5 separate regions of the Mus musculus genome follow, and all the other regions are linked to region 5. The links are chromatin contacts, called in public Hi-C, HiChIP or PLAC-seq and promoter capture Hi-C maps. All regions are on one chromosome and are shown on one strand. The core of a region is the stretch at or near the end of the contact, and the rest is flanking DNA. Distances in the headings are between cores, read along the strand shown.

Region 1 (2,700 bases), core at 47-2,546, 970 kb before region 5:
TTCTGGAAGTTTCTTTCCAACTTTGTAGACGCTCATCGGTGAACACGCGGCTTGAATGGTGCCAGCGCCGGGATCGCACCGGCGTGGAAAAGTAAGGAAGTCCCAGCAGGCCTCCCCTCTTGAAAGCCACCCGGGGAGAGGCGGGTAGGGGAGTAGGGGGCAAGTGCGCGCGCAAACTGGCGAATGGGCGGAGTTAGATTGTCTTCTCCAGCCCGTCTGTCAGTCACGAGCTTCAGCTCCGCCCACACAGCGGTAATTGGTGAGGAGCGCGCGCGAGCGCCCGCGGCCCGCCCCCTTCAGCACTGCCCCCGCCCACCGGTTGACAGGGCTGCAAGTGGGGCCTGCAAGTTGGAGCAAGAAGGTGCGTGCGGGTGCCGAAATGCTCAGACCCTCCGAAGCTGATGGGCACCTGCTCACACCCAGCTTTGGCTGTCACCCCAGACCTGACAGCAGCCCGATGCTCATGTACTCGAGTCCTGGCCCAGCTCTGCTCCTACAGGCCCCTTTCCACTCCATCAGCCACCTACAGCCTCTTTTCTGTCTTTAAGTGGCTGAACCCCTCGCCGAGGTGCCCACAGTCTCATGTGCCAAGAGGTCTAGCCTCGAGGACGCACTGTTCTGCACACCGACTCTCGCCCGGGCTGCTTATGCGGACTACACAGTGTGAGCCCGGTCTGCAGACTCTCCGCGCACCTCTCATCGCCTCCTCACCCCCAGGCCCAGCATCCCCTATGGCTCACCTCACAGCCTAGCTCTACATTACCCCAACTCTATGCCCGAACCCCGATGCAGCCTCGCTCCCTGCTCCCCTGCGGAACCCTCCATTCCCAGTTTGAGCGTCAGGACGTCCCTCACCCGGAACCCACTACCGACTGCAATCTTCTCCCACGGTACCTGGACTCGGGGTGAATAAACCTCCCCGGGCCTCAGCCGGCGATCCCGCTGCACCCCGGGCTTCCGCCGAGCACTCCCCGCGCTTCCATTCCGCGCCGCGCGGCCCACACCTCGATCGCTGAGCTTGCTCTATCTCCCAGGCTCCGCCGCACCCTCCCACCTACCCCGAGGCCCTCTGTGCCCCGCACGCGCGCGCCACCGCCCCAGACCACACCCCGCACGCTGTGCCCCCCGACTCGGCCCCGCACCCCTCTCCCCGGCGGGCGGCGGACGGCGGGCGGGCGGGCAGCGCCGGCGGCGGTGGAGGCCAGTCCTCGGGCCGGGACACACCCACCCGCCCGCCCTCCTCGCTTTCCTCCTTCCCTCCCCCTCGCGCTCCCTCTCTCCCGCCCTCCCGCCCTAGCTCCGCGCTCGCTCCTTCTCTCCGTCGCCTGCTCGCGCTTCCCGCGGCGCCGGGCCTCCCGCTCCGCCTCCCCGAGCGCGGCTCTCCCGGGCGCGGCTCCGGGGTTCATGCTGACGAGGCGGCGGCCGCTTCAGCCCAGCGGCGGCGGCGACGGCGGGAGCTGGGGCGCGGGCCCCGGCCGCCTCTCTCGGAGCGCGGGGCCGGGCGGCGGCGAGCGCCCCACCGCGCCGCGCCCCTGCGCGCCCCCTACGCCGCGCCCCCGCGCGCCCCCCGCGCCTAGCCTGCGGGGGGCCGGGCCTGCGGGCGGCCGGCGCGGCGCGCACCCATGGACGGTCCGGCCATCATCACCCAGGTGACCAACCCCAAGGAGGATGAGGCCCGGTCGCCCGTCGCGGGCGAAAAAGGTGAGGAGGGGCACGGGCAGCTGCCGCGGGGGGCGTGAGTGCACCCGGCGTCGCCGGAGTTCTCGGTGTGCGCCCGCACGGGCGTGGGGGAGGGGTGTACCGGGCCAGGAGGGTGCGTGGGTGTGGGGTGCGCCTGGAGCAGAGGGAGGCTGGGAGGGTGCCTGTGCCAGCTGAGCTCGTGTGAGTGTGCATGAGCGGCTGAGAAGTTGGGATCGGATGTGTGCACTGCACAGAGCTGTTTTAAGTGTGCATGCAGTGCGTGAGACAGGTTGTGTGCACACCTATGTGTACGCGCAGGCCAACTGAGAGATTATAAGGGCGTGAATGCTTTTAGCAGATTGTGTGTGTTCCTGACAGGCTGTGAGTTTGTGGACTTAATGTGGAGGTCTGTATGCCTCTGACTGAGAGGTGGTGATCGGTGTGCAGAGCCTGAGCGTGTGGACCTTGTGTGTGTGTGTGTTCACTCCTGATGGAGTTGTGTGAGAGAGAGAGAGTGTATGAATGTATGCCTACGCTATCCTACTGTCAGAATGTACTGTGTCTCTTTGCTGTTTGGGTGTATGTGCATATCTGGCTTTGACCAAGATCCTGTGTACACAAGTGCACACATGCTTGTGCCTGTTTGTGCATAACACAGAGAGGCCATGTCTTGAAAATATTTAGTTGGTTGTGCAAGTGGAGGAGAGAGGCGAGGAGCAGCGCCGTCCCCACAACACCACACACACATACACACAAGCACATATGCACACTTCCTTTTTAGCTTGTCTCCCAGCCACCAACCAGCCTGTCAGGAACTCCACCGCCTGGCATCTCCGGCCTCTTGTGGGTGGGGGGAGCTCTACGCAGCACTTGGCAAACGCTTAGTGGCTTAGTGCGTTAGAGCTGTCCCCTTTGGGGTAGTTGGTCAGGGGCTAACCAGGCAATGCCATGCTGCCTGCATCTGGTTTGTTTGGGGTCTATTCCAGCCCCGTCCCTTCCCCTGTTTACTTTTTGCTCTTT
Region 2 (2,700 bases), core at 200-2,699, 790 kb before region 5:
AGTAAGGTTCCCTCAAAGAACAGATGAGGGGGCCAGCCAAGAGCCGCGGAAATGGCTCAGGTCTGTGGGTGAACATCCTGGGACTCGACTCAGGAAGTGGGTTCAGGGCTGTAAGGCGAGCAAACTCACACCTAAGTAGAAAGTGACTATTTTGGCATCTGTGTTACCTAGGCAAGGGTATCTGGAGGTACAGAGCTGACAGCATGGTGCACATACATACATATAGGCAAAACACCCATACACATAAAAGAAAAATTAATCTTTTTATTTTTAAAAATATTTATTGTATGTATGTGAGTACACTGTCACTGTCTTCAGACACACTAGAAGATGGCATCAGATCCCATTACAGATGGTTGTGAGTCACCATGTAGTTGCTGGGAATTGAACTCAGGACCTCAGTGCTTATAACCACTGGGCCATCTCTCCAGCGCCCCCCTTTTTATTTTATTTTATTTTGCTTTTGAGAAAGGGTCTCACTAAATAATCCTGGCTGGCATGGAACTTGCTTTGTAGAGCAGGCTGGACTCACACTTAGAGATCTGCTAGCCTCTGCCCATTGAGCGCTGGGATTAAGGTGTGCGGCTCAGCCTCACACCCTCTATTGGCTGGGTTCTCTAGAGGAAAGGAACCAGAACAACAAGTGCACAGTACAGAGGAGGGCATAGAACGGCTCACCAACAGTGGCCGTCTGTACTTGCTGATTGCTTGGTACTTAATGCTGCCAGTGAAGGGCTGGAGGATTCCTGGAGAGTCACAGCCCAGGTCTCAAAAGTGACCTCCAACCCAGCCTGAGAGCTTCAGAGTGAGACGCTGTGTCAAAGTAAAAGCAAAAACAAGGGATTGTTTAAAACAAAACCAACCAAACAACAATATATGTGAAGAACAGTCTGAGCAAATTAAAATAGGGATGGCGGCACTTGGGTAGTAAGAAACACGGCTTTGTATGCAGTCAGACCAGCACAACAGTGAATCTTTTTTTCCATCAAACTTCATAATAAGCCCGTCTCTGAAAAGGGTGATGCTGGGGCTGAAGAAATGGCTCAGCCATTAAGAACCAGGGGACCAGCGGGTTAGTTCCCAGAACCCATGTCAGGTGGCTTACAATTGCCTAGCAGCTCCCAGAGATCCGACCCCCTCTTCTGGCCTCCACGGGCAACGGCACATATATACACACAGAGAGACACACAAAATAAAAATAAAGTTTTACAAAGAAAATATAGAAGAGACGCTAGTTCTCACAGTGACGTTCGCCTATGTCCAGCCCTCGGGAGGCTAAGGAGGAGGCGGGGGTGGAATGGTGAGTCTGAGCTAAGCTAGATTACCTAGCTGGACGTTAGGAATGCAAACTTTTAGATGACGACAGTGGTGACGCTCTTCTAAAGGAAAAGCTAGACGGAAGAGGCGGAGCCGGAAGAAGAAGTGGGACCCGGAGTCTGCAGCGTCTCTGTTGCCATGGATTCCGAGAGCAAGGAAGAGCAGCAATGCACAGCTTCCTCGGCCGTTATGTCGTCCTTGGAGACCCAGTTTTTGTCTGTCCCACACCAGCTCGAGTCCGCCAGTCTCAGCTGGTCCATCAGGAAGTCCTTGCATTCCTCGACCGTCTTAATGGATGATTGCCATTTCGGCTTCCCTACGCGGTCCCTCCGCGCCGGGTTCCACGCGCTCCCTCCACTCCCGGAGCCGCAGACGCTGCGTCTACGCCCCGCCTCGTTGCGCACGCAGGAAATCTCACATCTGCTTGCCCGAGTCTTCCGAAACTTGTACACCGCCCAGGTGATCGGAGATGACTTGAGCGACAGTTTGATCAAGGCCCGCGGCAGTGAGGATGCGCGCCACGAAGAGTTCCTTGACCAGCTGCAGCAGGTATAGTGGGTGCATCCCGGTTTACGGTCCGGATGCAGCCGCGCCAAAGTGAAGAACCCTATCCAAACTTGATACATACGCATATAAATGACATCTCCAGCGCCTTTCTCTGCGCACAAGCACATTATATGTTGCAAATATAAACGAAACAACTGGTGCAGACAGATCCAATCATGGTTAGGCATTTTTGCCCACATTTCTGGGTCAGCAGCGTGGTTTCCTCTTTTGCACTGGGGTCAAGTGTAATGATCCTGCCTCTTTGTGACCTGCGGTCGAAGACTCCCTTCCCAACTCTCCCCTGTATCTGCCCGTCGGATCTTTCCTTATTCTTTGTCACGCCTTTCTGTCCTTTACTCTCTCTTTAAACGACATAACCTAGCATCATTCATTCCTTTCTAACACATGACTACTGTGTGCCATGCTCAATGCTAGGCAGTGAGGATTCAGTAGCCATGAATACTTCGGGAGTGGGGTACACCTCAGTGTTGAGTGCTTGCCTGGCAAGGGTAACACAAAACCCTCAACCTCCACCAAGGCAAAACAAACAAAACTGTGAAAAAGAAAATATAGGAGTTGGTAAGATGGCTCAGCAGGTAAAAATGCTTGCTGGTAAGCTATGCTTCCCACCCCCACCCCACACACAAAGTGTTAAGCCCTTCTCCTCGGTGGCAGGATATTGGCAGACCCTGTCTTGGGCAGGTAATCATGGCAGAATGAGATCAAGCTCGCAGTAAGCAAATTGTTTCCAGAAAACACCGTTCCACCTTACTCCACCTTTCCTCGGGCTTTCCCCCACCTAATGTTCCCTGAGCCTCAGAGGGAGGAATGCAGGAC
Region 3 (2,700 bases), core at 77-2,576, 680 kb after region 5:
AGAACTTAGCACCTGGAACTGGCTTTACTGGTATAGCCTGAGGTAAGGGGACAGGGGAGGAGGGGACTGAAATCAAGGACAACAGTGCCTGGGAGCCAGCAGTTTCAAAAGCATGGTTACTTCAGTGAGGTATTTGGTGATTGGTTTTCAGGGGTATTTATGAAGGATTTCTTAGCGTTGGGACTGCTGTGGACTTGATAACTTTCAGGAAACAAGGTCTCACTTTGCTTTTCTGGCTTCTGAGCTCCAGGGGCCTGACTGACTTTCTTCTTTCTTTCTTCCTTTCTTTCTTTCTGCCTGTCTGTCTGTCTGTCTGTCTGTCTTTTGTTTTCGAGACAGGGTTTCTCTGTATAGCCCTTGCTGTCCTGGAACTCACTTTGTAGAACAGGCTGGCCTCAACTCAGAAATCTGCCTGCCTCTGCCTCCCAAGTGCTGTGATTAAAGGCGTGCACCACCATTGTCCGCCTCCAGGGGACTTCATGCTTTAGCCTCCAGCATAGGCCATCAACCACCACACACCTTGAACATTGTCTGAGGTAGGGCTTCTGGTTCCTGTCTAGGCCTTTGTAGTGCTAGCATTACAGATAAGTACCATCGTGTCCAGTAAGAAATAAGCTTTTCCTACCTTATCATTTTTACTGCTTTACCATTTTAAAGTTTGGGGTTTTATGCAAATGAGTTTTGCCAGCATATTAGGTCTGTGCCTCATTGTGGTGTCTGAGAATGTTGGGTCCCTTAGAATAGGATTGTGAGCCACCATATGGCTGTTAGAATTGAGTCTTGGCCCTTTGCAAGAGCAACAGGTGTTATTAACTGCTGAGTCTATGAAAATACTTTTCAGGATGATTTGTGTCTTTGTGGGTATATGCTGTGAGTGCAGGGTCAGGCAGTCCAGAAGAGGCCGTTAGATTTCTGGTGCTCAGTTGAGCCACCTGGTGCTGAGAAGTGACCGGCTAAGCTAATTTTCCGGCCGTATCAGCATGAGAAACTGCACACTGATGTCCAATCTTTATTTGTGGGGGTGTGATTTTTTTTTTTTCCCCAATCAATGTTGCTATTTAAAATTGGTACCAGAGAGATCGCTCAAGCGAATTTGTATAATTTCTGCCCGGAGCGGGCAACGCTTACCACCTGCTGCCCAGATGCGCACGCACCCAAACGTCTCAAAGCGCACCTCTCAGATCTTCAGAGCAGATGCGCGGGAGTCTGCGCAAGTGCGCAGGCGCCCTGAGCCACATCAAACCCCTCCTACTCCGCTGGACCGACAAGTGGTGGGGCGGTGTTATCACCGAGATGAGGCCTCCGGAACTCCTAGAGCGGCCGGAGTGCGCTCGCGCTTCCGGGTCGGGGCTTGGCCCTGTAGATAGTTCGGGCGAGTCGGACGTTGACTTACTGCGCCCGGTGCTGGGTCAGAAGTGCAACCTTCCTTCAGCGTTCCCAGCCTGCCACGAGTGGACAATCCGATGTTGCCCCCCCCTCCGTGCCCAGGGACGCATTGGGCCCCAGGAGGCGTCCCCGGGGCGCGGAGCATCATTTCTGTCCCCTCGCCGTCAGACACTCGTGCCTTGTAAGCGCGCAGTCTGCAGAGTGGAGACCTGCGTGGGAGGCAGGAAGACTTTGGATGGGGATGTCCGAGGAGGTTGGGGTGTCACAGTGGGAGATACGGAACCCACGCACCACAGGAGGCTATATTGGGAGTGGTGAGGCTTACGTTGCAGATGCTAGTGGAAGAAAGGAGAACCATGCCAGAACATCCCGTGAGTGTCTGCAAACGAGAGTCACCTGCTGAAGTTAGGAAGTTCATTATTGAGCTGGTTCTGGTGTCCGTTGCTAGTAGGATATGCTGAAGAGGCAGAAGCAGGAATATCAGGAGTTGAGGCCAGCCTGGGTTACACCTTGTGTTGGAGTACCTTCTGCTCTTCCAGAGGAACAAAGTTTGGTTCCCAGAGTCCCTGCGGAGTATTTCACAACCTCCTATCACTCCAGGTTCTTCCAGGGATCTCTGGGAGTACCTGAGTTTGTGTGGCGGACATTGACCACATTCATCCATTAAAACAAACTAAAACGTGTTGAAGAGTTTGCTTCATTCATTGTGGTCGTATTGTCAAGAGACCAGTATTCAGTGTGCGAATTTTCTTTCACTTCCCATACACTTATTTGTGTGTGTATACAGACGTGTGTGCCACAGAGGGTGTGTGGAGGTCACATGACTACCTTCAAGCATCAACTCTTCCACCGTGTGGGTTCAAGAGATGGAACCCAGGTAGTCAGGCTATGCAGCAAGTAACTTTACTCACTGAACCTTCTGGAGGAGGGGAGGGGCTGAGAACGAGGTTTGCTGTGACCTGAGGCTTGTGAGTGCCTTCCACAGACACTTTTGAGAGTTGAGTCTTCTTTTTTGAACTCTTGTCATGCGAACACACACACCATGTTTACACCTGAGGTGGCCTCGTTACCACACGGGTGGAAAAACCTTGGACTTGTTACGCACTTGATTTAAATCAGTTTTTTGGTCACTAAACTCAGAAGATGTTTGCTGTTGCTTTTGTGACTCACATTTAGTTCTGTGACTCCATTGGGGTCAGACCCATAGTTATAAAGATGTTCTTTCTAGGAAGCCAGAACACGCAAACTCTTTGAAGAGAGCTGGCTTTCTCGAGAGACAGGGACATATGGTTTGTAAAGCACTGACTTTTCAGA
Region 4 (2,700 bases), core at 120-2,619, 730 kb before region 5:
TTTTCACACAATATACTTTGATCATATTCATTCCCTCCCCCGGCTCCTTTCAGACCCTCCCTACCTACCCAGCTTCCTGTTCTTTAATTACCTGGAGTCTCCCCTGTCACATGGAAGAACAGGCTACTTGTCAGTCTAAGCGGGTTTACATGGACAGGGCGTCTGGGCAAGAGAGATGGAGAAGATACAGCAAAGCCGCTGTGTGGCCGCTCCCATGTTGGGCCTCCACAGTCTTTGAGCCTGCCTCGACTTGAACTAAGGGGACATCTAGAATGTGTCCTGGGCCATTACAGCTGTAAGATGGGGGATTAAATAAAGGGCTTTCCTGTCCCCGAGTGATAGAACCCAGCCTTGGACCAGGGCCATCTTTGTGCAGATAGCCCCATTTCTGACCCCGTCTATGCTTCTGGCTGGCGGGGTATCTGTCCATTGTGACCTTAGTACAGTGCTCCGTCCACTGCTCCTGTGCCTCAGCCTTTCCCCTACTTAGAGGAGGATGTGTTTCCAGGCCCACAACCGGGGGCTTTGGGACTAGCACAAAGGTTCTTTGTGGCCTGACTTTTCGACTGAGGTGAACCTATTGCTTTCCTGGTGACAGTGTGGACTCTGACTCATGTAACACGTAAACAACCACACTGAGCTGGGCTTCTCCCTTGGCTTGTTATGCAATCGTTGCATTTCTAGACCTCTGGGGGACAGGGCAACACATGAAGAAGGGAGCCAGGAAAACCTGCTCATCCTGGCTCTGCCAAGATGAAGACGACGCAGTAGGTCTTCTACCTCCACACATAGACTGAAGAGCTGGTCTTTCTGCCGCATGGGTCAGGAACAGTAGCAACTCTGTTAGAACAGGCAGGAAGTACAAGCTTTGGGAACTGGGAGAGAGTCAGACTTAGCCAGGGGCCCAAGGTCTCCTCTGCTCTTTCCCAGACTCACTTTCTAGTTCTTCTCCGTGCTTCTCACCTCGCTTTCCCTCTTCCAGCTTGTCTGCCTACTTTCTGCTTCTCCACCCATGCTGGCCCCACTGCACATGGCAGCCACCTTGAGACGTCCAGTCACAGAGGTTCTAAGGTTCTTAAGAAAGCCTGGACATATCCCTAGCTCTGAACTTGACAGTGCCTTAAAAGGGCTAGGTCCCAAGTCAGGGATATCTGGAGCTGGAGGGCAGCTGAGGAAGACACTGGAAGGTTCTGGGCCTAGCAGATCAGGTGTTGATGGGTGCCTCTTGCCTCTTAAACCTTTTCTGTTCCTTGTCAGGAGGTACTGTTGGCCTACAGCCAGACTTTGACTGCTCTGCGGTGGAATCGCCTATGTCCCAGTTCAGAAGGCAGCCAAAGTCCACATACAGGGACTGGGATAGCCAAGAGCCACCGCCAGTCTGCCCGTGGCTGCCTATTGTGTGTCTGTTTTACTTGAGGACAGCAGGTGTGGTGACTTGAGGTATCCGAAGGGCCGGGATTCTATGGATCACTCAAAGGCTATAGACTGTTGACATAGACTCTAATTCTTGTTCCTCAAGGATGCAAACACCCCAACTTGCTCATCCTTCACCTTTGAGATTTCAGCTTACATATGGGGGCTCCTCTTTGAGTCTCTGGGACCAGACTGCCAATTTGAGGTCCAAACTGGGACCCTACAGCTTTCTCACTTCTTAGGATGTTGGTGTGCTCACCTATAAAGGGTCAGGTGACTCAGATCTGTGGCTAGTTGGAAGGACCGTGAGGTCATAGCTATGGGGCTTTCCATGTGGTGATAGTGTCAGAGGACTCTCAAACCAGAAAGCGCTGTTAACTATCCTCTATCCTGGCCACTTAGCCTGCGAGCCACCCCACTTCCTTGTCTATTCTATCCAGGTCTCTCTTTGATGTCAGCTCTGTTCTTGAGTTAAAGGGACATCTCTGTCCTGCCTATGGGGGAAACAGACAACCAGAGCTGGCTGTTTGGGTGTGTATCCTGAACTGTGAGAGTCACTGGAAGACTTAATGGCACCTGCCAGTCTATGTTCAATGACTAAGCAAGTCTTGTCTTCAGCAATAGGATCTTCTAATCCATCAGGTTATGAAGAGCAAGGCATTGCTTTGTCACTAGCCTGTGATATTTGGGGGGTTTCATGGTACTTCTTTGGCCAACAACTCACAAGAGGTAGCCAGTTCCTGGCACTGGAGGGTTTATTTGGTGATGTAAAATGTCTACTTTTACGTAGGTATCTGTTTTAGGAAGCTTCTGTAAGACCCCCTTTCGGGGACCCCCACTCTAGTCTCAGGAGTGAGAGAGCACCCAAAGAAACACGAGGACCCATCTTGCTGTAATTACATGAGGTCGTTTAATGATGGAGCTCCGGACCAACATGCATCTCACACAGGAGATAACGGATGTCGGCCTTGAGGCTCAAAAGCTAGGGGTTTTTATGGGGGTGAGGGGCTTATCTTGTTCACATAGCAACCAGTTGATGTATGACTTTACCCAGCGCCAAGGGGCAATAGACAGAGGGGAGGTTCCGGCCAGATGGTGTCGACTCAGACAAGATAGCCTTGCCTGCATCCTTGCATTCTTTTTCATCTTTACAGTCAAGAGCCCTGCCCTGGCATCTGGGCTCATGGACAACTCTTTTACGTGAATCACAAGTTACAAAATCTCATTTTCCTTCACTTCTTCAGTCATGGGACTCATATGGTTTTTCAGGTTTGCTGTCCCTGCCCA
Region 5 (2,700 bases), core at 142-2,641:
GAATTCCTTCCAGTAGAACAGACCTCAAATCCAAAAGTAATTGGTTGCCCTCATAACCCTACAGCAGCGGGCACATCTTGCCTGGCAAGGTGGTCGGCTGGTTTATCACGGATGCTTCTTTTTCCCTGGCAGGATTCACAGCACCTATGAAAGCCAGTCATCACAGAGAAGCCAGTCATCACAGAGTCATCACAGAGAAGCCAGTCATCACAGAGTCATCACTGACAAGTTTTTGGGTCAGTGCACTTTGATGTCTCTGTGTCCAGCTACCAAAGTATACAGTGTCTCCAGCAATAGTGTCTTACTACTTAGTTTCGGTGGGCAACCAAGTGCAACAGCTATAGCCTGTATTGTTTTAGGGGCTTCTGGGTCTTCCCTGACCATGTCATAGAAAGCTATCCCATGCCTGGCATTGAGATTTTCATCTAATAATGCATGTCTTTTGGGGGGAATCATTTTCCATCCATGCAAGTGTATCTCTTTGAAATTCTGTATTTTAGATTTACTTCTATTTTGGGAGAGTGTTCTACCTGCGTCCGAAAGGGGGCGTGTGGGACTGGAGTTTATTGCAGCTCATGAACTCCCAGGTGAATGCTGGGAACCAAACCCAGGTCCTCTGCAAGTGCTCTCAACTTCTCAGCCATCTCTCCAGCCCCTTTGTATTTTTTAATTAGTTTATAAAGGTAGTGGGTTTCCATAGGGGTTATAGTACTTTGGTCATGTTTTTGCCAAAACGATCATTTAAAATATATTGTCAAGTTAGCAGGGCCTATGCGAACATTATCTCACTTAACATCCTAAGATCCATATTATAGCTGTACAGGCACACGTCTGTAATTCTGAGAGTCTGGGTAAGATCCTGAGGGGGCTGGTGAGATGAATCACTGGATAAAGGTGCCTACTGCCAAGCCTGAGTTAGAATCTCAAGGCCCACATAGTGGAAGAAGAAGACTACCACAAGTTGTCCTCTCCGCTGGTGTTTGAGAACAGCCAGGACTACACAGCGAGACCATGCCTCAAAATAACTAAATGACAACAACATTTTATTATTATTATTTTTAAAACCTATAAATATGGAGTTAGAGACGTGGTCCAGTTGCTAAGCACTGGCTTAAGTGGCTGGGGCACGACTTAAGCACGACTCTCTTGAGCGCTTTCTCTCTGCATGCAGGCGCTGGGACGGCCCTGGGGCTTAGCTGCACAGAGGTAGACCAGTACGGGCCCCCAAGCCCTGGTTCCAAGAGCGTTCCCGCCCACACGCTGCTATTTCTCCGCCAGCGCCTCCCCTCGCAACCAGCCCGGAAAGCCTACGCCCTACCTACCTTCTACCCAACCACAGAGTAGGGCGGGACATCCGCTGGCGCTTCAACTCTCCCGGAAGTGACGTCGGAGTGTCAACATGCAAGATGGCGGCCCATCACCGGCAGAACACAGCCGGGCGGAGGAAAGTGCAGGTATGGCGGCCCGGCTCCGCGGCCTTGGCGACACTGCCGTCGGCTCTGGTACCCCCGCGGGCGGGCGGATGCCTCGGGCCGCGGCTGGCCGGGTTCGACAGCCGGAGGATGGCGGGGCGGGGCGCAGCGGCGCGAGGGGTGGGGCCGGGGCGCCAACGGCCTGAGGTGGCGGCGGGCGGACTGGGCGCGCGGGCCTCGCGAGCGGTCGCGGGGAACCGCCGTCCCGGCGAACCGCCGTCCCGGGACACCGGGCCTGCGGCGGCGCCATGGGCCTGCTGCCCGCTCACCTGCCTCTGCTCTCGGCCGCCTTCCTCCGGAACAGCCGCGACCCGGCGGCGGAGGCCTCGCGGCGCCCGCGGGTGGGTGAGGCCGGGAAGCGAGGGGCCTTGCGGGGGCGTGGCGGGTCCGGGTCGCACGTGGGAGCGCTGTGCTGGAGGAAATGACAGTGTCCCTTCCTTAGCGATGGGCTTTGCCTCCGCCCTCCACCGTCCTCACTATGCATCTTCCGGGCTTCCTTTTTAGTCCTCATCTCCCTAACGTCGGAATCTCCAGTGATGAGCTCGCTGACCCGCACCGTGGGTGCTTTGGGTTTCCCCAAATCACGTTGGTTTGGTGTACGTTTGAGTTTTGCTTGCTGCCTTGTGTGCTGGGGATAAAGCTCGTTTAGCAGAGCCCTTCCTGTCCTGAGCAAGGTTCAAACCCCCTGCTCCACATAAAACCAGGCATGCTTGGTACCCGCCTGTACTTCTAGCGCTGCTTGTGTGTGTGTGTTTCTGTGGTGACGACAGGGGAATCGGAAATTCAAGGTCATCCTCCAGTACCTACCAAGTTTGAGATCAATCAGTCTGGGCTACACGAGACACACTGCCTTAAAAAAAAAAATGCATTCAGTCATTAAAGTGGACTGAGTGCATAGACTTGCCGCACAGAGGAGAAGAGACTAAAAGGGTTTAGCAGTCAGTAAACACTCCACGGATTGAACTCAGTGTTCAGAAGGGAGGGCCAAAGGTGAGTAACCCCAGCATAAGGCTGGAAAGCTGTGGCATTTTCTGAATGAGTGTCCTCTTTATAGTACTGACTTCCATTTGTTGGCCCTGTGTGCTCACTAATGGTTGTTTAATGGTTAGAATTGGGCTGACTGGGAGATGGTCAGTCTGGTGGAAGGCCTGTAGCACAAACATGAGGATCTGAATATCTGCGTCCACGTAAACATCTCTATCCCCTCACTTGAAAAGACGCCTGGCAT

What was found. Promoter capture Hi-C pulls out the DNA fragments that hold promoters and counts their contacts. Hi-C and Micro-C count contacts between places; a contact is called where the count stands out from the background. HiChIP or PLAC-seq counts read pairs in DNA pulled down with a chosen protein or histone mark.
Region 1: a contact with region 5 is called in a Hi-C map of cortical neurons, with 8 times the contacts expected there. The contact joins the promoter of Ctdspl here to the promoter of Wdr48 in region 5. A contact is called at or near these places in 1 of 39 promoter capture datasets (hippocampal neurons), 5 of 484 Hi-C or Micro-C datasets (cortical neurons, embryonic stem cells and frontal cortex) and 1 of 115 datasets of contacts at active chromatin or transcription factors (forebrain).
Region 2: a contact with region 5 is called in a promoter capture Hi-C map of embryonic stem cells, with 3 times the contacts expected there. The contact joins the promoter of Dlec1 here to the promoter of Wdr48 in region 5. A contact is called at or near these places in 5 of 39 promoter capture datasets (the 3T3-L1 cell line, embryonic stem cells, hippocampal neurons and 1 more), 3 of 484 Hi-C or Micro-C datasets (the G1E-ER4 cell line and cortical neurons) and 1 of 115 datasets of contacts at active chromatin or transcription factors (astrocytes).
Region 3: a contact with region 5 is called in a promoter capture Hi-C map of neutrophils, with 3 times the contacts expected there. The contact joins the promoter of 5830454E08Rik here to the promoter of Wdr48 in region 5. A contact is called at or near these places in 3 of 39 promoter capture datasets (liver, neutrophils and pre-B cells) and 2 of 484 Hi-C or Micro-C datasets (CD8 T cells and regulatory T cells).
Region 4: a FOXA1 HiChIP or PLAC-seq map of pancreatic cancer cells shows a contact between it and region 5. The contact joins the enhancer-like site here to the promoter of Wdr48 in region 5. A contact is called at or near these places in 4 of 39 promoter capture datasets (the HPC-7 cell line, cranial neural crest, embryonic stem cells and 1 more), 1 of 484 Hi-C or Micro-C datasets (cortical neurons) and 1 of 115 datasets of contacts at active chromatin or transcription factors (pancreatic cancer cells).

What each region holds. Positions count from the first base shown.
Region 1 is chr9:118,925,240-118,927,939 of GRCm38.p6, forward strand. Ctdspl (CTD (carboxy-terminal domain, RNA polymerase II, polypeptide A) small phosphatase-like) reads left to right here and starts at 1,297. Exons shown (of 8, transcript NM_133710.3): 1 at 1,297-1,701. The coding sequence starts at 1,623.
Region 2 is chr9:119,101,060-119,103,759 of GRCm38.p6, forward strand. It overlaps Dlec1 (deleted in lung and esophageal cancer 1), which reads left to right and starts at 1,450. Exons shown (of 37, transcript NM_177117.5): 1 at 1,450-1,866. The coding sequence starts at 1,456.
Region 3 is chr9:120,576,005-120,578,704 of GRCm38.p6, forward strand. 5830454E08Rik (RIKEN cDNA 5830454E08 gene) reads left to right here and starts at 1,327. Exons shown (of 1, transcript NR_073359.1): 1 at 1,327-2,069.
Region 4 is chr9:119,164,407-119,167,106 of GRCm38.p6, forward strand. No RefSeq gene overlaps it. Among named protein-coding and RNA genes, the nearest start is that of Acaa1b, 8.7 kb to the left of the region's middle. Within about 2 kb of position 1,370, at least 39 of the 459 cell types and tissues checked have an H3K27ac peak or open chromatin away from gene starts, as enhancers often do. A contact at or near this core is called in pancreatic cancer cells, where this site is marked.
Region 5 is chr9:119,893,504-119,896,203 of GRCm38.p6, forward strand. Wdr48 (WD repeat domain 48) reads left to right here and starts at 1,392. Exons shown (of 19, transcript NM_026236.3): 1 at 1,392-1,454. The coding sequence starts at 1,407. Gm2449 (a long non-coding RNA gene) reads right to left here and starts at 1,409. Exons shown (of 7, transcript XR_871350.2): 1 at 1,323-1,409; 2 at 24-144.